Linked DNA regions of Sus scrofa: region 1 is linked to region 2. A link is a contact called in public Hi-C data. All regions are on one chromosome and are shown on one strand. The core of a region is the stretch at or near the end of the contact, and the rest is flanking DNA. Distances in the headings are between cores, read along the strand shown.

Region 1 (4,426 bases), core at 1,379-3,878, 420 kb before region 2:
CTCTCAGAAGAGGTTTAATTTTAGTATTGGCTCTTCAACACTGTCCCCATTTTTATTTTCCAGGAGCATCTTAAATATGTGTCAACTAACTATGCAGAAGTGAAGTTCCTACTTGGGCAAGGCAGAAAAGAGCAGCTGTGTGCTAGCAATGCCTTGTTGGAGCCACCTAGTTCTCACCTGAGCTCAGGTCAATCAGGAGAAACTGCAGAGATACACTTGTACCATCTCTATCCACAGGAGTGTGGACAGGAGTGTGGCTTGGGGTTTGCTCCAAGCCACACTCCTGTCCAATGGCTTATAGTGATATTCAGGGCTGACACTGACAGTAGCAGCATTTAAAGGAGGCACTTTCTCATCACTCATATTCAGAGGCAACTTCTCAATTCTATCCACTACATTTACATTAGTAAGATTCCACACACACCTATCACAAGAGTTGTCCCAAATAAGCCATGTGAAATGTGAATACCATAACATACAACACAATGGTGGGCTTGGACCCTCTTCCTCCTGTATTCCTAGGAGGAACCTTTCAGATTAGAGCCTTACACAACACTGGAACCCCTGAGGTCACTGCCCCACCTAATCTACAATACGGGGACTATGCATCAAAGCCCCTCCTGATCCCAAAGCTCTCCTAGATGGCATTAAGGATCAGTGCTAATATCTCAGGAACCTTTCAGATTCTCTGGAAGGCAAACACGCAAATGGAATTCAAGAAATTACACTCTGACTGATGCAAAAGACACCAAGGCTACATTTTTCACATCACTTGTTTTATCCTCTAATATTTCAGTCTTGGGAACCTCTGCGGCACCAGTTACTGCAAAAATCCTGCAAGATCTTATATACTTTGTGCCTAGTCCACCCCCAAAGTCATAAAAAAAAATGTATACAACATTTGTTAAAGACAATTACCACCACGGCTACTCTAATAGGGCCTGTAGACCAGGAACAACAGAATTACTTATGATATAGAAATCAGAGTCTTAGAGCATAACTTCTCTATATCTACCAAAACTGTACAATCCAACATGAATTCTAAAAATGCTAAGCTAAAGCCTACTGCTAAAAGTAATCAGCCAAACTCCTGTAAAAGAAAAGCAAAAGCCTCCATAGTGATAGAAACCTGAGTTACCTGGCCAAGCCCAAGAGGGTTTTTCCTTCTAGCCCCAGTACATTAAAAAATGATCTTAAGGGCCACTTCCTGGTCTCCCAGGAAATGCAGGGACTCATCTCTTACTTGGATGCTACTGCATCTTCCTACTGCTGAACCTGCTCCTGCCACAGGGAAAAATGACCCTTATGGCCAGCAACCACTCAGAGAAGATATGAGAACTCAATGAATCTTTCCCCCCACACACGGAAGGGGGCAGGGAAGATCCCTCTACAAACAGCAGCCTGGGTAGAGGAGCGTCTGAGAAAGCAACACCCTGAGGTTAACCCGGATGGTCTAGGTCACAAACCAACAGGCTGGGACCCCAGGTAGGGGGAAGAGACAGCTGAAGGAGGGCTATGGGGGGAATGGGAGAGAAAACAATCACCTCTAATTCACTACCAAAAAGCGGGGCTCTGGCTTGGTCAGAGACGCAGTGAGTACTCAGGCCCAGAAAGGTAAAAGAATCCACTCTCCACAAGATCGTCTTCCGTCAGCAGCGACCCCAGGAGGGATCCTGCAAAGACATGTTCACTCTCAGAACCGAAGAGGACTCTTTACGCGCCCTAGGCAGCCGGCTAGGGGCAAAGCAAGTCGAGGGATTCTCTCCGAAGCCGGGAAGGTGCTTCCAGCCGGGAGGAAAGCGAAGGACTTCCCGATCACCCAGAAGGCCGAGACACTGGCGACACGGGATCCCCGAATCATACCCCGGACACCAGTTGCTCCACAGCCTTTCCCTCTCCCCTCCCCCGCGCCGGGAGGGCTTCCCGGGGGTCGGGGGTCTCCCGGGAAGGAAAAGGCAAGCGAGCTCTGTCAGTAGCAGCAAGGGTCGAAGAGCTGGAGCGGGAACTGAGGAAAAGCTCTGGTCTCAGCTCCCATCTGCTCCCTCCGCCCAGGCCTCACGAAAGCCTCGGCCTCACGTACCGAACGCCGCCGGGCTGCCCGACCTGCCCCGACCCGGGCCCGAGGGGCGAGAGGCCGAGATGGCAGCGGCCCTTGGGGGCAGGTGAGCGTCCGACGGGTCCCCCAGAACCCGGCAGGAGAGAGGCAGTAGGGAGGGGGAGGGTCCCGGGCCCACGCGGCCTCCACCACAGCCCGTGCCGTGGACACTTACGTTGCTCTGGGGGTCGATGGCCTGCAGCAGCCGGTCCCTGATCTGCTGCGGAGACGGCGGAGCCGCTGTCATTGCCTGGGCGAGGCGGGGGGGGAGCGGCCGGGCCAGCGGGCGGGCGGGCTGAGGTGGGGGACGGGGGTCACTCACTCGCCGGCCTCCGGGAGCGGAGCCTCATGTTCCCCGCGGCGCCGGAGAAAGTGGGGGCGCGCGGGGTGGCAGAGGGGGAGCCGGGGCCGGGGCTCAGGCCCGGGGCGCCGCCGCCACCGGAGGAGGAGGAGGAGCCGCCGGAGCCTCTGCCGCTGCTGCCGCCGCCTCGAGAACCAAACTCCAGTGAGCTACCCTCGCGCGGAGCACTCTGGGTAACCCGCGCCGCACGCAGCGTCGGCGCCACGCTGAGGAGGTTGGGAGATGGGGCGGGCAGAGACGCCGAACCTGGGCGGGGCCACGCGCGGGCCCGGCCCCATACCCATACGCATGCGCGCGCAGGCGCACTCGCCCCACCGCTTGGTTCCTCCCCGCCGCCCGGCCAAGGGAGCCGTTGGGAGGCGGTTGGGCGGGGCAACGGCCACCGCCTGCAGGCCCCGCCCCCGCCCCGGCTTGGGGGCCGAGGTCTCCGACCGAAACGCTAGGTGGGCGCCGAGTCCTTGAACTCCGGCGCTGTGGGAGGCCGTATCAGAGCAGCCGAAGGACCTCTCCTCGGGGAGAAAAGCTTTCCCTGTTCTGATGGAGGTGATGGAAATCGCGGGCAGGAGAAGCTGCCAAGTTTTCTGAGCCTGGGGTCTTTCACAAGCCCTCTATTTGCGTTTCTGAGGGCCAGGGGAGCAGACTTCCCCGTAGTGAATTTGTGCGTGTAAGGGTCAGTTGAGCGTGCGGGAACACTCCAGCCCCTCCCCCTCCAGAGGGCGTTGATACGAGCACGGGTCTGCAGCGCCTCGGGCCGGGATCCCGAAAATGTGCGATAGCCAAGCGCCCCGCATGGGAGCCGCCGCCCCAGCTAGGAAAGCCCCAAAGCCAACCCCTGAGCTGACACCAGCGTTGCAAGCCTGTATCTACGCCAAGCTCGCAACGTTGGAGTCAACCTGCCCAGACATTTGGGGCTGGGATCACTCTGTTGTAGGGCCTGTCTTGTGCATTGCATGATGTTCAGCAGCATCCCTGGTTTCTACCCACTAGATGCCAGTAGCACCCTTTTCCCCCGCCTGGGACAGCCAAAAATGTCTCCAATCACTGCCAGAGGTCCCTTGGCTGGCAAAAATCGACTCCTGTAGAGAATCCCTGGTTTAAAAGAAAGACCCTTCAGTCCTCATTCTCTCAATCTCCACTACAAAGAAGGAAACTGAGGCCCAAGGTCATCCAGAGTTCTAGGTCAAGCCCAGAATTGTTAACTGTCAAGTCTAAGCCGACCCCCGCGCCTTCTTTCATTGCTGTCTCCTCTGGAAGCTCTGCTAAATACTCAGTTATGTGACGGGATGAAAGGGCAGGCTGAGTGGATTATTAGTCGCAGCCTCGGGAGAAATAACTTTTTTCGTTTGTTACAGGAAGACCTAGATTTAAAACAGGAGAGAGGCAGCTGATGAAAACCACATGTGCGCCTTGGATCTGTGCTACACCTGTTAGTCTTGCATTTGTCATGTTTCTGGGAAGCATTTTTATTTACAAAAACGGCTGTTTCCACACGTGGTTGTGGTTGCCTGCTTCTGCACATGTGAAAACTTTTACATCACCCTTGTAGGAGAAAATAAATATGGGCAAATAATTTACTCTCTCTCCTAGAATGAGATGCTTTGTTTACCTGGTCCAGGTTGGAAACGGGCCCATTTGGAGATATTCCTTATCTCACTTCAGATAAGCAAAACAAGCACGCCTCCAAGCATCCCGTTCCAACCTCTCTTTTTTTTAATTTCTGACTCATATAATATTAATATATGTATTAATATTAATAATGTATATATATTAATCAAGGGTTACAAAGAAATAATTTGTTTCATAAGGGTCAGGTTATTTAAGAAAAATCTAAAAAGCACTCTACTTACTTGCTTTTTATTTACTTTTTCTTTTTAGGGTTGCACCTGCCGCATATGGAGGTTCCCAGGCTAGGGATCGAAACAGAGCTACAGCTGCTGGCCTCCACCCAAAGGCCTCATCTATGACCTACA
Region 2 (5,015 bases), core at 896-3,395:
CCTTGCCCTATATGACAGCACTTGAGGTTGCGGATCTGCTGTCATGGAGAATGAGTGATGGGGCGCAGGGGAGAGAAGTCTGCTGCAAAACTCCTGTCAAGAAAAAATGAACCCTGAATATTATTCAGCCCTAAGAAGGAATGAAGTGCTGATATATGCTGAAAAAGATGAATCACAAAAATGTTACCCTGGGTCAAAGAAGCCAAGCACATAAGGCTTGTATGATTCCCCTGATGTGAAATGTCCAAAAGAGGCAAATCCATAGAGACAGAAACACAGATTGGTGGTTCTAATATGTTCTAAAATTAGGTTGTTGGGAGTTCCCATTGTGGCGCAGTGGAAACGAATCCGACTAGGAACCATGAGATGGAGGGTTTGAGCCCTGGCCTTGCTCAGTGGGTTAAGGATCTGGTGTTGCTGTGGCTGTGGTGTAGGCTGGCAGCTACAGCTCTGATTCAACCCCTAGCCTGGGAACCTCCATGTGCCACAGGCGGGGCCCTAAAAAGACAAAAAAATGAAAAATAATAAAAAAAGAACAAAGCCTGATGTGATAGGGGACTGGGTTCCATGAATTTAAGAATCACTGACTAATTAGTTGGCAGGTATGGGAGAGCTGGGTCCAGTTTGGGCAAGTGGATACCAGACAGGAGCCTGGATGCTGTAAATCCTGCTGATGTTACACGACAGGCTCCACTGGTGACAGCAGTGGTGGTCCCCGTGCTCAGCTCACTGCAGCCTCCTTCTGTGTAGTAGGCTCTGGGGACACCAAAGTGAGACCCAGGCCATGGTGGGGGACGCCTCCAGGCACAGCAGGGAGAAGCAACTTTAACAAATGCTGGCTGGGTGCCACCTGCTCTGCTCCTTCCTTGGAATCCTCCCAACCCTAAAAATACCTAACAGTTGACCTGCTTTATCTTCATTTTCCAGACAAGGACTGTAGGTTTATACAGGTCATATAAACTTTGTGCCTGTTTTTTCAGGCTTTGCCTCCTTGAAATATTCTTGCTTTCAATCGATTCAAGAATTAGGGCGATTTTGCTTCTAGCATCCAGCTGGTCTAGGGGCTAGGATTCCTGATTTTCACCCAGGCTGCCCAAGTTCAATTCCTGAGCAGTTAAGATCTAACTTCAAGTCATTAGTCACTCCTGTCTCTCCGAGATCAGGTGGAGGAAACAAAAGTGATTTCACATGGCCTACTCAATTTTAATTCACACAGGCACAAAAGACATTGTGGAATGAACAAATAAACACAGCCCAGGAATCATGCCTGGCACCAGGGAAATGTTACCTAACCCTAACCCTTGCTCTTGCTGTGTGGGCCTGAGCAAATGACCTTCCCTCCCTAAAACTCCATCATCTCCTTTGTCCACTGCAAAATGATAATTGTAATAACAAAGGACCACTTTTAGGGTCCAGTCACTGTTTTAAACGCTTTGAAACCACCCACTAAGCCTACAAGGTTGAGCGGTAGCGTCATCAGCCCGCGGAGGAAAGCGAGGCAAAGAAGTTTAAGCCACTCGCCAGAGATGACCCAGGATCTAGCAGGCTTGACCAGGGACTCGAACTCAACCTCTGGTCCTGAGCCCACGCTGCAGGGCATGCGCATGGGCTGCATCCCACCTCCCAGAACCTACGCATCCTCCATGGTTCTCGGACGGGTCAGATCCGGACTCTCCCCGAGGACCCTCGCTCCCCAACTCTGCTGCCCTTCTGTCCCTAGCGCTCGACCATGGCCCTCCACTGGCACCCACAAATCCAGACCCGCAGCATCTCAACTCACCCAGCGCCACGCCCCGAGGTATCCGCCATTTTCCCGCCTTCAACTCAAAGGCCTGCTCTTCAAGTCCGCGCCCGCGCCCCCGCCCCCACCTCGACCAGGCCACATTGAGACGCCTCAGGAGGGGTTGCCGCGGGCCGTGATGAGTGTGGCTGTAGGCAGAGCGGGCGACTCCTCCGCGTGCGCCTCTCTGCCTTCCCCTCACACTTGGTTTCGCCCACCAGTGGCAGGGGGCGGTGGCATGGGCCGGTGGCAGGGGCCGGGTCGGAAGTGATGGGCGTGGTTTAGGGGTCCCCGCCCCCTAGCGCGCTGGCGTCACGCCCCCCGGACCCCGCCCCTCCGGAACCCGGAAGCGGGAGCGCGCGGGGGAGCCGCGGGCGCGGCGGGGCGGAGCGGCCCGAGGAGCAGCGGGCTGGCTGCCGGGCGGGGATCCGGCCCGGGACCGGCGGCGCGCGGCGGCCGAGGCCCAGGTGAGTGCCGGGCGGCCGCGGGTTGAGTGTTCGATCTTGAAGCTCTCATCGGCGGGCTGCCTTGTGGAGGGACGGATCTGAGGGTTATTGGGGGGGCGCGAAGGCAGGGGTCTAGGGGGCGGGAACGAGCGTGGGTGTCGCGGAGGGTTTGCAGGAGACGGAGTGGGAATGGGAGGATGAAGGAAAGTTGATGTGATGAGTCTGGTGAAGGAGTTTTTGGGCGGGTGTGGAGGCAGATCTTGTGGCTTTGAGCAGCTTCTCTGTGGAGGACGTGGCTTAAGTGGTAGTTGGAGGGTCGCAGGAAATGGGGCTGGGAGGGGGAGAGGCAAAGAGGCGGGGTTGAGAGGCCCAAGCTGGGGGTTGAGAGGAGCGAGGCCGCTGGGGGAACAGTCGGGGTGCGATTGGGAGGGAAGGGGTGCAGGACGGCCTGGGGGCGTCTTCCTGCGGTTGAAGAGGTAGAGGAATAGTGCCTGAGGGAGGGCAGTGCCTAGGACTCAGTGGTTGCTCAATAAACGCGAGGGGTTCTGAACCCAGTGGTACGGTGGCTGGCCGAATTGGTAAGAGGAGAAATGGGGGAGGGGAGGAGAGGCAGAAGCGGGGGTAGAAGTCAAGGCAAGAAACAGCTGAGGTCCGGTCCAGGGAGCGCCTGGGGAGGAGGGGAGGAAGGAAAAGACTAAAGGAAATGAAAGGACTAAAGTGGCCCGGTTCCGATGTTGGGGTGCAGCCCATGGAGATTCGAGGGCCTTCCTGTCCCCCTCTTGATTCATCTTATTCCTGACTTTGCCCCCAACTGCTGGGTGAGCCAGGCTAGTCCCAGCGCCTTCTGGGTGGTATTCAGGACTTGAAAACCCAACACTCTCCTCCTAAGACAGGGCTGGCCAGAGCCCGGGGGTTCTAGAGAGCAAGGAAGGTGCTATTGGGCCCGCTATGGGACCGGAACTGGGTTTCAGCGGGGAGGGGGGTGGGTGTGCACAGAACCCGCATGTGCTAAGCTGTCACCACCTCCTCCGAGTTGCATCCTTGGACTTAAATGGGTAAAACGACATACAGGAAATCTGTCCCCCAGCGGCTCTGAGCTTGCTCAGCCTGGGAGAGGCATAGCAGCCAGCAGGCGCCCTGTAGGCCAGGGGTCTTTAAGGGAAAGCCTCTCCTGTACCTCTTTGTCTGAGGTGGGAGCTGGTGGGAAGATTGTGCCTTACACTTGGTGGGTACCCGCTCCTTTCTTCCTGAGGTATATTCTGGTCTTGGAGTCTCCAGACTCTTTAGGCATCCAGGAGCAGTGGGAGGTGACATGGGCAGCCAGAAAGTTGTGTCCGATATGCCTGGGTCTGGTGGGGGCCTTGCACTAAATAGTTTTGATCAGCATTAATTTCCTAACCCTGTGAATCCTTGTCTGGGATCTGCAAGAAGGGCCAGGGAGCCTGGGTTTTTAACGCATTCGGGACATGAATCTGGATAGCTTCAGATTCTGAATGTAAAGAGGGCTACAGAAAGATAACCACCCCTTTCACTTCCAGAATGTTCTGGCCCTTATGGAACCTTCCATAAGCAAGGCTCCCAGCCTCACTTGGCCAGAACCCATGATTAGAGCCCCAGCCGTGCCTCCTGCAGGTTTTGAGTATGGGCTTGCCTTGGCCAGGACGCTCCCCTGCTCCCCCCTCCCCCCTCCCCTCCCTAAACCAGACCAGAATCTTCTGGTTCCACAGCCCTGTAGTCGTTTCCTCCTTGCACCAGGAGCATAGCCAGGCAGGCTCTCATGGAGGGTCCTGTGTTGGCGGTCCTAACCTTGGTCAAGTCTCTTTGTTTCTTGCAAAACAAACAGATTGGCCTAATCATTGTTTCTCAACTCTGAAACCCAACCTCGGCATCTCCAGCACACAGCCCCCTCTAATTTTATACAGCCCCCAACAGGGGAATCCCCACTGCAGTGATTTTTCCCCCTTTTGTTCAGCTTTCCATCCTACAGTTTATATCTGAAAACAGTTATCTTACTGCTCCTTTATCTTCCATATAGAAAATCAGCAGTGCCAAAATGTGCTTTTGCACATCATACCTGTCCAAAGTTTCAGCTATGTCCTTCTGATTGGAAATCCCTGGGTAAGATCCTCTCTCAGGTCCAGGCCTGTGACTCAGAGAAGCAGGTGGGGACTTGGGATTCTCCCCTTTCTGTTTCACTGAGGGACCCATTTTCATTCCTCAAAGGGGCTTGTTAACTTGCTGCTTCCCTTTCCTTGTTTCTCTGAAGTCATGTGTCTCGGGTGGGCCTGGAGTTCTGTTAAGTGAGGGCTGATTGTGCCAAGCTCTGTGGGCTGGGTCCCAGGGACAGAGATGAGCCCTTGTACCTAGAGGAGGGACATTCTAGTGGGCACTCGCCCACAGGAATAATGGAGTTCAGAGTAGTTGGTTATTGCACCAACAGGTGACAAGAAGTTGTGGGAACAGAATCAGGAACAACCAGTGCAAGACTTGGGGCATGGGGGATTCTGACAACTTTCCTTAGAAGGAGTGGCTGGCCCCAAGCCAAGTCTTGAAGGATATGGAGATGTTAAACCAAGCCCAAAGAGGGAGCCATGTAAGCACATCCCTGCACAGCTCTTTTATTGAGCATCTTCTGCAATAGACGCTTTTATACCCAACTCTTTTATTTTGCCAACTAGCAGACAGCAAGGGGATCCTGGTCCCTGTTTGTTCAATATGGAAACTGAGGTTCAGCCAGGTAATGACATCAGAGATGGCTCCTCGTGCTTTCTAGAAACATGAAGGATCAT

Evidence for each region. A called contact is a pair of places that touch in the nucleus more often than the background predicts.
Region 1: a Hi-C map of liver shows a contact between it and region 2, with 2.5 times the contacts expected there. The contact joins the promoter of MED26 here to the promoter of MYO9B in region 2. A contact is called at or near these places in 1 of 5 promoter capture datasets (liver) and 2 of 47 Hi-C or Micro-C datasets (heart right ventricle and liver).

Annotation. Positions count from the first base shown.
Region 1 is chr2:60,982,435-60,986,860 of Sscrofa11.1, reverse strand. It overlaps MED26 (mediator of RNA polymerase II transcription subunit 26), which reads right to left and starts at 2,628. Exons shown (of 3, transcript XM_003480761.4): 1 at 2,271-2,628. The coding sequence starts at 2,342. LOC102160178 (a long non-coding RNA gene) reads left to right here and starts at 2,793. Exons shown (of 2, transcript XR_301790.3): 1 at 2,793-2,999; 2 at 3,809-4,030.
Region 2 is chr2:60,564,609-60,569,623 of Sscrofa11.1, reverse strand. It overlaps MYO9B (unconventional myosin-IXb), which reads left to right and starts at 2,145. Exons shown (of 42, transcript XM_021083575.1): 1 at 2,145-2,247. It overlaps HAUS8 (HAUS augmin-like complex subunit 8), which reads right to left and starts at 2,049. Exons shown (of 11, transcript XM_021083576.1): 1 at 1,781-2,049. The coding sequence starts at 1,809.